3 separate regions of the Mus musculus genome follow, and all the other regions are linked to region 1. The links are chromatin contacts, called in public ChIA-PET and HiChIP or PLAC-seq maps. All regions are on one chromosome and are shown on one strand. Each heading gives the region's core, a stretch centred on a gene start, on an enhancer-like site or on the middle of the called end of the contact. The rest is flanking DNA. Distances are from core to core; before and after follow the strand shown.

Region 1 (4,597 bases), core at 1,402-3,901:
CTCCAGCCCCTGAATTTGATCAATCTTAATGAATACAAAACAACTATTTAGTTGACCTAGCAAGATGGCTCTACTAAATTTAATTCCTAGGACCCTCATGGAAAGAAAACACCAACTTCCAAGAGCTGTCCTCTGACCTCCATGTTTGCCATGGCACGCATAAAAAAATAGACAAACAAAAAATAAATGCAATAAAGAACATTCCTGGTGTTGCAAAGATGGCTTGGTGGTTAAGATCACTGGCTGTTTTTTCAAAGGCCCCAGATTTGATTCTCAACAGTCACAATGCAGCTCACAAATGTCTGTAATTCTGGTCTCAGGCCATATTCTGGCCTCAGTGGGTACTAGGCACAAAGGTGGTACACAGACATGCCTGCAAGAAAGCATTCATAAACTTTAAAAACAAAACAAAACAAACCTAGAGCAGCATTGTGGTGTGGTACTAAGAAGAAACATTTAAGACCCTGACAGAGGTAGACAAACACACACACACACTAACATGGAAGGGATTAGGCCAGGTATACTGGCACATGTCTTCAATTCTAGTAGTCCTTGAGGTAGGTGGATGGATAGCTAGCCTGGTCAACCTACTAAATTCCAGGCTAGTCAGTACAGCACAATGAGAAATCTTGGGGCTGGAAGGAAGTGGTAATTAACCTAAATAAAATAAAATAAAAACCAAAAAAAAAAAAAAAAAAAAAAACTGTAGAGGAATTACTTCCTATTCTACCTACCCTAGTTTTTTTTGGGGGGGGGAGGGGTGTTTTGTTTTGTTTTTAGTAGTTGTTGTTTTTGGTTTTGTTTTTTTACGTTAAAAAGTAAAATGCCTCTCCTGAGTGGGAAAAGCCTACAATCTCAGCATCCAGGAGCCTGAGGCTGGGGAATGACGGTTTAAGGGGATAGGCTGAGCTACATGAAGAACCTGTCTCAAGAACCTAAGCCCAAATAAATAGTCTTCAAACTTACATTTTCACTAATTATTGTTAAATACACTGCATTATCATTTACTCTGGAAATGAGGCCTATTTTTTCTCTATGAGCAGGAAGTGGCACAAGGTAACACAATGACCACAAAACCATTGTGTATAATATTTTTAACTCTTAAGAAATGAGAACTGTTAAGTTTAATACCATGGTAATTTTATACTCAATGATTTTATATGCAATCATGGAATTAAAATGCAATTATTAAAAATTAAATTTCTGTTTAACAGTTCAATTCATTTCCTTTGAAAGTTTCCTATTTCATAACTTATAGGAAGAGGTACATTTCTTAGCTAATTCTGTTAAGTGTGCCTTTTTGCTGCTGCTGTTGTTTTTGCTTCACAACTTACATCTTGTGTGAAGGACTCAATCATAGCTTGTGGAAGTCTCTCTCATTCCATGATCATGAAGTTATTATTAGTTATTAACATGTCTTCTTTTTTCTGTTCATTGTTTGAGGTAGTCTGAATAAATACCCTCACTCAATCACTTTCAAGTAGAAATAAAAGGGAACAAGAGATTTTACAAGTTAAAGACCCAAGTTAAAACCTGAAATGAAATCAATGGAGAGGCAAGGACGTATACACAAGACTATCCTGACCTCCTCTTTCAACAGCACTCCAAACACCTCAAACCCTGAAAGTGTCACAACTTCTCTAATGAGTTCTAGGACCAAGCGGGAGGAGGCTTCAAATTTTTCCAGATTTCTAACTGCTACACAAACACTAATAGCAGGCTTTAACGATTACAAAATACAGTGCAAGAAAACTGCTAACAGACGCTGGGCAAAATGTATTTCAGTCTTCCCAGAAAGGACGAGGGAGAGGGAGGCAGTTGGAGTAAACATATGTTTAAGTGGGAAGATGACAATTTGGGGTGATACATGGTTACTGTGTCACACTTGAGTGTTAAAAATCGGTCTGCCTACATCTCTCTTCCTTCTTCCTTCAGCACAGCTCGCGGGGTGGGGGAAGGATGGTCTCCAGAAAGCCAAAGAAAAGGTAGTTGCACCGTCCAGCCTAACACTCAGATCAGAAGTTCCGAAGTTGGGCCGACAGTGAGGAACTGGGAAGAGATGGCGGTCAAGTGGACCGGGCTGGGTGAGGAGGTCCGGCCCGCCGCGCTTACCTGCTGCACCCCGAGGAACTCGTAGAAGTTCAACTGCACCTCTTCCACCAAGTCGAACAACTCCAGGTCTCCGCTCTCCCAGGCGCGCACTGGCCGCACGGCTGCCAGCAGGAACAGCAGCAGCAGCCACAGCGGCCGCACCGAGGATGACTCCAACCCGGAGCGCCGGCGCTGGGGAAGTCGCGCGGATCCGAAGCCGGGAACCCACATCGCGCTGGGCTCAAAGAGGTCGGTCGGCAGGCAGCCACGCCGTGCGCCGGCAGAGAGCGGAGACGTGGCGGGTGGCGCGGGCGGTGCGGACGGCGCCTGTCAGTCAGGAGCGCGGGCAGCCGCCCGGAAGCGACCAACCAGGCTGCCGGCTCGAGGGAAGCACTAACTGCCGCGGAGCCGGCGGCTGGGGAGCGGAGACCGGCCGCAGCCCGCTCTCCCTCTCTAGACCCTCGCCCCGGCCTAGGAACAGCTGGAGAGCCAGCGCTGGCACCCAAGCGGCCGTGTGGGAGAGGTTTCCCCAGGCCTCAGCCTATCCCAGGCCTCGCTTCCGGTGACATCACGTCTCCTAGCAACTGTGGGGCGGGGGCGGGGCCGGAAGTAGGAACGCCAGGCGCTCTGGATTCTGGCCTCAGAGAACAGCTTTCCGTGGCTGGCTTGTAGAGCAGCTGCACGTGTGTCAGCGCTGGCTAAAAGAGGTGAATAATCAACAATCGCGGACCTCCTGGGCCAAGAACGCCTATCTGTAGGTTTTCTTCCCCATGCCTTCTACCTTGCCTTCCTAAGTATTGATATTAAAAGCATATTGGAGGGTCGATGTATTTTATTGCTTAGGGGCTTCTGTTCATGTGCATTTTGTTATTTGATCAGTAAAGGTAGGATGAATTGAACAATGCCTAAAACACACAGATCCACCCCATTGTGGTTTTGGAAGGTGGGGGCACAAAAAGGAATTTAACCAAGAAAAAAATTATACTTCTAAATATGAATTAAGATTTGCGGATATAGTCCATGCAAATAAGCAGCCTCTAATTTCCAGGAGATCTGAAGCCCCCTTCTGGCCTTTGTAGGATCCTGCACACACCTAATACACATAAATTCAAGAAAGCAAACACACATACATATAAATAAAATTTAAAATATTCTTTTAAGTCTGAAGTTTATTTCCTTAAAGTAAAACTAATCTTGGACCTAGTATTGACTTTTGATTAAGACCACTTCTTCCTCTTGCAGAGGACCTGAGTTCTGTTCCCGGTACCCATATTGGAGTGGTTCACAACTGCCTGTAATTCTAGCTGCAGTGATCCAGTACTCACCTCAAGCTTCCACAGGCACCTGTGCATGTGCACATACACATAGGCAGGCACATACATGTACATACAAGACCCATCATCTTTACCAAGTCCCTACATTAAAGCAAATGTTTGTTTATTCAATGAGTGAAACTGTCAGAAAATATGGCAACAACAAATTTTGTTTACCCAATGTCCATCCTTTCCATATTTGATCATATTATTGAATACTGTGTTATTTGAAAGTGGTGTGATCTTGCCACAACTGCAAACGTGTTAGTATGAGCTCTTAGCAGACAGTCCTGTATTTCTGTCTTGAACTCTGTGTTGTCCAAGAACTCTAAGGACTTACTCCATTTTCAGGGGACTTATCACTTTCTAAGGCCAGGCTGATACAGAAGTCGAGTTGCCTCTACTTTATTCTCTGAGACAATTTTCTTACTACAATTCAAATTTGTCATTTCCACATTAACTGTTGTGCTGCAGGAGGTAACACAATTGAATAAATCCTTTGTCAATGTCTGGGCTAAGGGCAGTTATCAGCTGTTTTCTTCCCTGGTGGCATTTACTGATCCTAGGTATGGAGTGATTCGCTTTGGTCTGCTCAGAGGGACTTTACACAGATAAAAAGAAAGCAACGAAATCTTTACTTTGAATTGTATGATGGACTAAGGTACAAAGAAGCCCCAAACATACAGTCAGCCGTCCCACAAGACGCCCGCTGAATATCGCTTGAGGTTGAGGAACTGTGCTCACTGGTCATAAGATTTGTGATAGCTATGCCCAGTTGTCAACTCCACTATAACTGGAGTAAACTACAATCCAGAAATGGAGGGCACAGCAGACACAAGCTTTTGATCTAGCGCTTCAGGCTGGAAGACACACATTTTTAATACAGATCTCGAGGCACCCTTTAATCTGCGCCATACTTTCTGCTGGAGGATTACATAAGAACAAAGGAAAAAGGAAAGGTTCACTCCTCTTTGCCTGCTTGCATTCACTTTGCCAGCACATCTGTTGGAATCTACTTCTTCAGGATTCCAGCTTATACAGAAGACCAGCTGAACTACTTAACATTGTGGGACTGAGCAACTACTGCAGATTATAAGTCACTCCAGTGTATTCTCTTTAGATAGATAGATAGATAGATAGATAGATAGATAGATAGATTCTCTTTAGATAGATAGATAGATAGATAGACAGAC
Region 2 (4,597 bases), core at 1,084-3,583, 910 kb after region 1:
TCCCCACACCTTAAAACTCATGTTCTTATTTACATGCCACTAGTGACTAGGTGACAGAGTCATCTAGAAATCTTGAAGTGTAGAACCGAGGTCAGTCAGAAAGAGGGAAGGAGCGACAGAAGCACGTAGGACACTGCGCAGGTCTGTGGCTGAGCTGAGGAACACTACATAGCCCACACTGTCCTGTTCTGACCTACCTGGACCCCTGAGACTCGGTCTTTTTATTAACTCTGAAATACTCTTGTTCCAACACCACCCAAGCATATTTCAACAAACCTCTTGATGTTACCCCACACGAGTATGCCATAAGAGTCTCATTTACTGCAGTTGCCCCTTGACAATTATTAAGAGAAAACATTTCTAAAGCTGAAAATACCATTGGAGGGGCCATTAGAGTATGGGTCAGCTGTGAAGTGGGAAGGCTGAGCATCGCCAGAGACTCTTGCATCCTTTAAGTTTTTTTTTTTTTAATTCCTTGCAAAGGGGCTGTAGTGACAATCTAGAGAGAACTTCCCCTCCCTCTCAGAGGATATGTTAGTTGGTTTTCTGCCAGCTTGAGTCTTCAGGGAAGGCAGAACCTTAACTGAGAAAATGATCTCAAGCAGATGAGCCTGTAAGCAAGTCTGAAGAATATGTTTTTTTATTAGTGATTGATGTTGAAGGACTCTGCCCACAGTAAGTAGTACCATCCCTGGAGTCCTGGGGTGTATGAGAGAGCCATGAGGAGTAAGCCAGTAGGCCTCATACCTACATGGCTTACATTTCAGTTCCTGCCTGAAGTTCCAGCCCTGACTTCTTCCCTCTGTGATGTAGTGTCACCTGAGAGATGTAAGCTGAAACCCTTTCCTCCCCAGCCAAAGTTCTGTTGGGTCAGCACTACCTAAGGCAGTCACTTGCTCTTCTGTCAGTCCTTCCATCCTTTCAGCTAGTGCCATCCCCTGAAAAAAGGCTGGTAAAGTAATCCCAAGGAGTACCAGGGACAGAGAAGACATTATCTATTAGCAGGAGATACTGAAAGTAATTATAACATACGGGGCTGGAGGTGGGTCAAAGGTTTAGGACAAGCTATTTGCAGGAAGGGTACCCAACAGAAAATGGATTCAAGGAATTCAGCAGCTAGTGCCTAGTGTTAGCCAATGGAAGTGTATGAAGAGCAAGCTTTTCCACCTCCCATGCTAGGGATAATTGGTGTAAACGTGAATAACTACTCACGCAGATGTAAGCAGAGTGCCCAGAGCAATTGAAGTCTTTAATTAGCCGGGCAGTGGTGGTGCACACCTTTAATCCCAGCATTTAGGAGGCAGAGGCAGGGGCAGGGGCAGGCAGATTTCTGAGTTCATGGCTTGCTTGGAGTGAATAGTGAGTTCCAGGATGGCCTGGGCTACACAGAGGAAAATTTAAAAAAAAATAAAAGAAAAAAGAAAAAAGAAAAAGAAAACGATACAAGCAACAAAGTTTTAAATTAACATGCCACAAAATGTCTTTCTGTTTAAAATGCTACAGAATTTTAAAGAGGGAATTTGTGCAGCCATTGACACCACAGTCAGAATAGAAAAAAGCTCAGCCAACCCAGAGTCCTGCCCTGATACTGCAACTCATTCTTTTCTCTGGAAAAAAGAACGAGACCTGGTGGTGGTTTTTCTGTTATTTTTGCCTTTCCAAGGTCTTACTATGTAGCCCTAGTTAGCCTCGAACTCACTTGTAGACCAGGCTGACCTTGAATCCACAGTAATCTGCCTATCTTTGCCTCCTGAGTGCTGGCATTAAAAGCATGGACTACCAGGTCCAGCCAAGAATGACTTTGATGGGATCATTCGTGTGTTACATCTGATACTGATGTTTTCCAGCCAGCATAATGCCTTTGAGATGCTTCCAAATTGTTCTGTGCATTGGTAGCCTATCCCTTTTTACTCTTAACCAGTATTTTATTGTATGGTCTTAACACTATATACCCATCTCTTATCAAAGGACATTTGAATTGTCTCTATATTTTTAATTTAAATTAACTTTTAATATAGATGCAAAATAATGAGCTTTGTCATAGCATTTGCATATATACATACATACATACATACACACATTGTATTTTGTTTTAACTAATTTCCCTCCCCGATTACCCTTTCCTTATTTCCCTGAGGCTTCTCAGATTGACTCAGAGCATAGTTAGTATTTGGACATTTCGACAGGATATGGGGTTTTATTATTGCTTACTTTCAAAGGAAAGGGAAAGGGAAAAAAGAAGAAGAGAAAGTGAAAGAGGAAGAAGAGATCCTGGCACTGCCCAAGTTCACGGAAGGCAGCCCTGAGAAAGAGTGGAACCCTCCTCCTGACCCTGAGTTCTGTGTGTATGTGCTGGAGGTGACCAAGTCGATACTGCCCATTGTCAACCTTAAGGAGCAGATTGAGGTCCTTGCCAAGTGAGTCTCTCCCCTCTCCCTCTCCTTCTCTCTCTGTATATCTATTTTAATTTCAGATTTTTAAAAAAAAAAACTTACAGTGGTTTGCTTTTCTTTAAAGTTACTTTAAAATAAAACCAACAAAAGAAGCTGCAATGGTTTACAGCGCCCGTGCTCTGCCTTCCCGCAGAAGCACAATGACTCACACACGGGTGCTCTTCTTTTTTGTGTGAGTCAGAGTTGAAATCGCTTAGAGACAAACACCTGGTTTTTGCTTTTGCTTTTTTTTTTTTTTTTTTTTTTTTTTTAGCTAAGCTGTTAAGACACATCTTTGGTATGATCTTAGAGAGGTAGTGAGTGAATGAATCTATGTTTAAAAACCAAATTGTTCCTTAAGTGTATGAGGTACTCAGCATTTAAAGGCATCCTATTGTGAGTTCTCTCTAACCCCCCTGCTGTTTGTTTGTGTTTTGTTTTGTTTTAATACACATTTCCTTTTCTAATGGGTGTCCGCTGGTTCATTTGCTATTTCTCGGGAGTGGGCTGTGGGCACTCTGAGAGCTTGCTGCTGGACAGAACAAGCCCTGTGTAAGCCTCAGAAGTTGCTCTTCTTCACTGGGCTCCTTCCATAAACAGAGGCTGAGGCCCTGAGCAGGTCTCTAAGGGAGCAGGACTGAAAATGGGGACGGGCTCCATGATTGGCACAACCCAGCAGGTGAACTGCTGGCTTTAGCACCAGCCACAGTGGGGGCTCAGTCAACTGCAGGTGGGAGTCGAGTAGCTGTCCTCAAACCCGGAAGTGACAACTGTAAGCCTCTCAGCTGACAGATCCCCGACTTCTGTCAGACAGGACTGGGGGAGATTCAGTGCGGTTGGCTCTAGAAGGATTTCCTGTGTCCTTGAGGCTTGATGGCTCTGACTGGAGAGTCTTGTAAACACTTGTGCAGTACTTCTCAACACTGTGTTCTAGCGGAGGCTCCACACATCACTTCTGAATCAGCTTACATTTAAACAATAATAAGGAGCAAGACAATGGCAGAGGTCTGTCCAGCTGCGGGATGGGCTGTCACTACAGGTGGGGTGACTGCTCGCCTCCACCTCCCTTCCTCATCGTCCTTTGTTTTGGTTTAGTTGCACTGTTTTGTTTTCTTCTTGTGTGTTTTTAAATTTTTATTTATTCACTTTACAACCCAATAACAGCCCTTCCTCTCCTCCCAGTACTCTCTCACACAATCCTACCCCATTCCACTTCACTTTTGAGAAGTGGGAGCCCCCTCTGGGTGTCACATCCCACCCCCCACATCAAGTTGGGCGGGAGTAGGACTAGGTGCATCCTCTCCCACTGAGGCCAGGCAAGAAGGTGCTTTTAGGGGCCAGGTATCCACAGGCAGGCGGGTAGGCCAGCAACAGGTTCAGGGACAGCCCCTGCTCTAGTTAGGGGACTCGAATGAAGACCAAGCTGCTCATCTGCTACACAAGTGCAGGGAACCTAGGTCCAGCCCAGACTCGCCCTTTGGTTGGTGATAAAGTCTCTGGGAGTCCCCAAAGGTCCAGGTTAGTTGACTCTGTTGGTCTTTCTATGGAGTCCCTGTCTTCTTGGGTCCCTTAATTCTTCTCCCAGCTCTTAGTAAGATCTTCCAAGCTCCGTCTAAGGTTCGGGTGTCTCTGCATCTCTTTCCATTGACTGCTGGGTGGAGCCTCTCAGAGGACAGATATGCTAGGTTCCTGTTGGCCAGCATAACAGAATATCCTTAGTAGTGTCAAGGATTGATTCCTGCCCATGGAATGGGTTTCAATTTGGGGCAGTCATTGGTTGACCATTCCCTCAGTCTCTGCTCTATCTTTGTCCCTGCACATCTTGTAGGCAGGACACATTTTGAGTCAAAGGTTTTGTGGGTGAGTAGCTGTCCTAATCTCTCCACTGAGAGTCCTGCCTGGCTACAGGAAGTGATCACTTCAGGATCCATATCCCCCACTGATAGGAATCTCAGCTAAAGTCACTTCCATAGACCCTGTGGGGCCTCTTCCTATCCTAGGTCTCTCTGGCAGGTGAGAGAGATTGCCCGTCCCTCCCACTCCCACCATCTTCCTTCTCTCTCCCTGTTCTCCCTACATCTGAGCACCCCCCCCCAAAACCCCCCATTTAGGGTTTTTAAGGCATTATTCTTCACAGTATAGCCAAAGACCAATCTTTCCTTTAA
Region 3 (4,597 bases), core at 1,173-3,672, 560 kb after region 1:
TACATAATTATTTTGTGATTTGTTATGGCATAGGGCTCAATTGGGTAGCTCTTAACATAATGTCGTCATCGCTTGGTGTGGTGGCACACCCTAGTCCTAGCCCTTAGAAGACAGAGACAGGCAGATCTCTATGAGTTCAATTGAGGCTAGTCTGGGAAAAAACCAAAAACAAAAACAAAAACAAAAACAACCAAAGAAACATGATGTCATCTTATATTTAGACATTTTACTTTCCCTTCATTACATTACAAACAGGTTGCACTGTAAACAAGTTTCTTATTCACCATGTCATGATATGCCCCCAGGAAAGGAATTCCTGGGACTGAGCATGTATGCATGTGTGTAGGATACATCCCAGCTTCTGCTCAGTTATCATCAATTATGGGTAACTACTGTTCCATTCATGTTGGCATCACTGTGCTTATTGGCCATTTACAGTCTTCATCGCTGGTTTTTCTCGCCCATTTTCTACACAGGTACTTCTTTGTGTTAATAACACACAGTAACATGCTTTTGTGCCATGTGTTTGCATTCTTTCTTTCTGACTGCCATTTTTGTGTGGGTCGATCTCCAGTCTCCCTTCTATTGTTAGGCTGTTATCTGTGTGCTTTATAAACAAAGGTTTGGTATCACTAAGCTACCTTGATTTTTGACACGAACTGGTGATGTTTGAGAGATTCACCACAAAAGGAATATTTAACTTTATGAATTGAATACCACCTTACTATTGGAGGCCCATGGATATTTTCTGAGTCTCCTAACACTGTAGACACAGAACTGGTTTTTGTTTGTTTTATATACAGCAAAGAACCGACAATCATCCATAATGGATCTTTCATCCCTTGATCCACAAAGCTTTATTTTCTTTAGCATTATATAACTATGGGTTCTTCGAAAATTCAAAGAGAAGGAAATGAGGAAAAATATAAACATCTTTCTATATTACCAATATTGAAGACAGTCTCCATTAATATTCTGATAATTCTTATATGCATATATTCATTTATATATCTATTACACCAAAACACAAATACACATAAAACTATATGACTAAATAACTGTCTCTTTATCTGACTTTATCACTTTACTTCACAACCAATGTAGCAATGAGGAAACAACAGGGGTGGGGGAGGAGAGATGGCTCAGCAACTAAGAACACATATTGTTCGTCCAAAGTTCCTGAGCTCTGCTCCCATAAACCATTTCCAGCAGCTCACAATTGTCTGCAACTCCAGCTTCAGGGTCTCTGATGCCCTTGTCTGGCCTCTGAGGCCTCTGCACTCATGTGCGTACATCCACACACAAAGATGCAGATAAACAACAACAAAACAATTAGACTTAATCCTTAAATAACATAGGGAAATGGTCTGTGTTTTTAAAATATGACTTGGAGATATATTAAAACATCGTATGGCATATTTTTCTCTGGATCTTCCCTTTCCTTAATAGAATTTTATAGACTCCCTCCTATATTGTTGGTCTAGCCTAACACAAATGTTCCCATCGTATGAATGCACTGCAGCCTAACCGGCTACTTCAGTACTAACAGATCATTTATTTTGCTTTCAATGTACTAACACTACAAACAATCACAGAGACATACATACACAAACACGTACACACAGAGAAACATACATACACTCATACATACACACAGACACACAGACATACACACACAAATACACACACACACACAGAGACACACATACACACACATACATACACACAGACACACACACACACAGAGACACACATACACACAGAGATACACATACATACACACAGACACATAGACATACACACACAAATACACACAGACACACACAGAAACACACATACACACAGAGATACACACACACACACACACACACAGAGACACACATACACACAGAGATACACATACATACACACAGACACATAGACATACACACACAAATGCACACACACAGAAACACACAGACACACACATATACATACACAGAAACACACACGCACACATAGACACACACACACACACACTTATATACACAAATTTTCCTACTAACCAGTGACCATATCTTTTATATCTATGGAACAGGTTATCAATTATTACTGTGAAATTAAAACTACATTTTTCATATTTAAAATTTTTGACAGTTTTTCTTCCCAGAAAGAATCTTAATAAAGTATATTAAGGAAAACAATTTGCCAGTGAACACATCTTAATTATTCTCTCCAAATTCCAACCCCAGTTCTGTTTCTGTTCTCATTGCCTTGGTTCCCAATCTCAAGTTCTACAACTGCTAGTTTACATGTGGAAGTGCAGAAGTGGGGCTTTATCCACTGTTAGTATGAATTTCAAAATAAGCATCCAAGACTGTGTAGCTATAATGACGTTAACATTAAACTTCCTGACTACCAACCGCAGTTTTCATGTTTTTCATCTAACCATGGGGACAGGGACCTGAGATAAAAGTCCTAAGTAAAACCGCAGTCTCTCAAAGCTTCCTTCTCCAACTCACAGGAAAAGGGGGGCGGGGGGCTTCTCTGCAGCAGGATGGTATTGATTTATGAAGCCTGCCTTGGAAACTTATCAACTAACTCCAAAGCCACCATCAAATACGGAAAGACAGACGAGAAGAAAGAAGCTTCTAAAAGCATCTCAGAAGGAAATTCTAGACACGGAGGAACACAGCCATTTTGCAACAGTTGGCAGCTGGCTTGTCTTCAAATGCTATATGCAGCCACACAGCCTGTGATGTTCTCAACTTCTTAGCACATTTTCTGGGACATCCACTCTTTTAAAACAGGCCCCACTGGAAACAAAGCTTCACATAGACAGAGCTGATGAGCCCCCTCCACACACATCTTCCCGGGGCTTTTTGGAGATATTAGTGCTCCTCTGGTGGGAATGACAGAACAGGCAGTAGCTGCTTCTCTCCAAGAAACTCAGTCCTTCGCTGATGTCTTTTTATGGGGTATACATGAGGAGGACAGACAGGGGTGAGGGGTTAGGGGTGTGGCCAGGAGTGCAGTGCTGATGTAGCATGGACTAGAACCTGGGTTCTATCCCCAGTTGGTGTTCATTCATGCATGCACGCATTCATTCAGTCAGTCCTGTTTTCTCTCTTTCTCCTCACTACCTCTCCCTCTTCCCTTCTATGAGTTCAGGTGAACCCACTCGCTGTTCATTTATAGTAGAGCATATTTTAAACCCACAGCCCATAACTGCACAAAGATAATAATGTCTCCACTAAACTAATTTTAGGTAAAGTCCATGTTTCCAACACACTATAACTTAAGAAAAGAAAATAAAGATGTAATCCTGGCATAAAAATCCCTCACTGGAGTCAGAATGAAACCTTCAACCATCAGGTCAAACACGTTAATTCACTGGGTAAAGGTGGGTCCTGTTTCCTGAGATGCTGAAAAGAGACTGCTCATGACCACAAGCAAGGAAAGGAAAAATAAGTCATTTCTGTGGCATTCTGTTAACCAGCTGCAAATTAACAGCGCCTGGGGCAAAGTCAACAGAAGGTTGTGATGTGTGTATAAACACAATACAGCATTGCTGAAATAGTGCACAATGACTCTATGGCTATCAGATCATAACCAGGGCAGCACACACCTTAAGATTTCACTATTGACCCCTTGGCCCCAATGTGTTCTGTTCATCCAAAACTAAGAACAGGAACGGAGGGAATAGCGTGTTTGTAGCGCCTGACTGCTTTTTCCAACAGACTGAGGTTTACTTACAAAATCAGTGGTCATAAAAGCATCAACATCTAACAAATGGAACACTCCTGACAGCAAGAATCCACAGGACGGACTTTCTTCACACCCAAAATAATCAGTTATGAAACTGGACTCCCCTTAGACAAGTTAATACTGGCCTTTGTTTCTTAATTAGAAACTATGTCTTTCACATACCTTTCTCCAGAGACTAATAATTGTACAAAGAACACAGGAAAAAGCTTTGAACAGCATTAACACCCTTCCAAAGAACGTTCCAGAAGTAGGACATATTTTTCAGAATTTATAGTTGCTCCTGTGTGGGGGAACTTGTGAAGTTCTCTGAATTTCTGTGTAATGTGTTTAATTTTTCTCTAAAAAGCCACTTTGAAACACTGAAGCACATAGAGATGTCTCTCAGCACTCCTTTGCACCCCAGGCTATGCTACAAAGCAGTAAGTTGATTTCAGAGCAAAACTCCAGTCTTCCCAGGCTGCTTAGGAAAAGCTGTGCCGCATGAACTGGATGCTTCTGGGCCACATCTGAGCAGACTACCCAGTTATAAAGCAGTCACTGGGTACATGGCTAGGCTGCCTCTCAAAGTGAAATTTCTAAGCCCATTATTCAAAATGCAGACTGCATGTTCCAGAATATTCAATGTTACGAACCAAAGCCATTTAACTAAACGAGTCCACAAATTATGACGTGTAAAGTGAATGAAATACAATGCATGTCTGTTGGTGCAGAAAACACTAAGACATAATTTTCTTTTATATACTAGTCTTATATCGGCAATGTCTGATCATTAAACAGCATACTTAAAACTATAAAAGCAACTTTTATTTTTCCTTAGTGCTGAAGCTTGCAGAAACACATGGGTGGGTTT

Evidence for each region. ChIA-PET counts read pairs in DNA pulled down with a chosen protein or histone mark. HiChIP or PLAC-seq counts read pairs in DNA pulled down with a chosen protein or histone mark.
Region 2: an H3K4me3 HiChIP or PLAC-seq map of pro-B cells shows a contact between it and region 1, with 11 times the contacts expected there. The contact joins the enhancer-like site here to the promoter of Dnajc1 in region 1. A contact is called at or near these places in 2 of 39 promoter capture datasets (cranial neural crest and pre-B cells), 1 of 15 datasets of contacts at CTCF or cohesin (pro-B cells), 1 of 484 Hi-C or Micro-C datasets (bone marrow-derived macrophages), 15 of 115 datasets of contacts at active chromatin or transcription factors (DN3 thymocytes, the SCID.adh cell line, acute myeloid leukemia and 12 more) and 1 of 9 other capture datasets (embryonic stem cells).
Region 3: a contact with region 1 is called in an RNA polymerase II ChIA-PET map of memory CD8 T cells, with 12 read pairs. The contact joins the enhancer-like site here to the promoter of Dnajc1 in region 1. A contact is called at or near these places in 1 of 484 Hi-C or Micro-C datasets (CD8 T cells), 3 of 115 datasets of contacts at active chromatin or transcription factors (memory CD8 T cells, pancreatic cancer cells and pro-B cells) and 1 of 9 other capture datasets (adipose tissue).

Annotation. Positions count from the first base shown.
Region 1 is chr2:18,390,179-18,394,775 of GRCm38.p6, forward strand. Dnajc1 (DnaJ heat shock protein family (Hsp40) member C1) reads right to left here and starts at 2,652. Exons shown (of 12, transcript NM_007869.3): 1 at 2,113-2,652. The coding sequence starts at 2,322.
Region 2 is chr2:19,298,253-19,302,849 of GRCm38.p6, forward strand. Armc3 (armadillo repeat containing 3) reads left to right here. Exons shown (of 20, transcript NM_001081083.2): 18 at 2,220-2,417. Among named protein-coding and RNA genes, the nearest start is that of 4930447M23Rik, 44 kb to the right of the region's middle. Within about 2 kb of position 2,334, at least 126 of the 459 cell types and tissues checked have an H3K27ac peak or open chromatin away from gene starts, as enhancers often do. A contact at or near this core is called in DN3 thymocytes, acute myeloid leukemia, bone marrow-derived macrophages and 6 more, where this site is marked.
Region 3 is chr2:18,949,864-18,954,460 of GRCm38.p6, forward strand. The region is part of intron 1 of Pip4k2a (phosphatidylinositol-5-phosphate 4-kinase, type II, alpha); the gene reads right to left. Among named protein-coding and RNA genes, the nearest start is that of Pip4k2a, 46 kb to the right of the region's middle. Within about 2 kb of position 2,423, at least 85 of the 459 cell types and tissues checked have an H3K27ac peak or open chromatin away from gene starts, as enhancers often do. A contact at or near this core is called in CD8 T cells, memory CD8 T cells and pro-B cells, where this site is marked.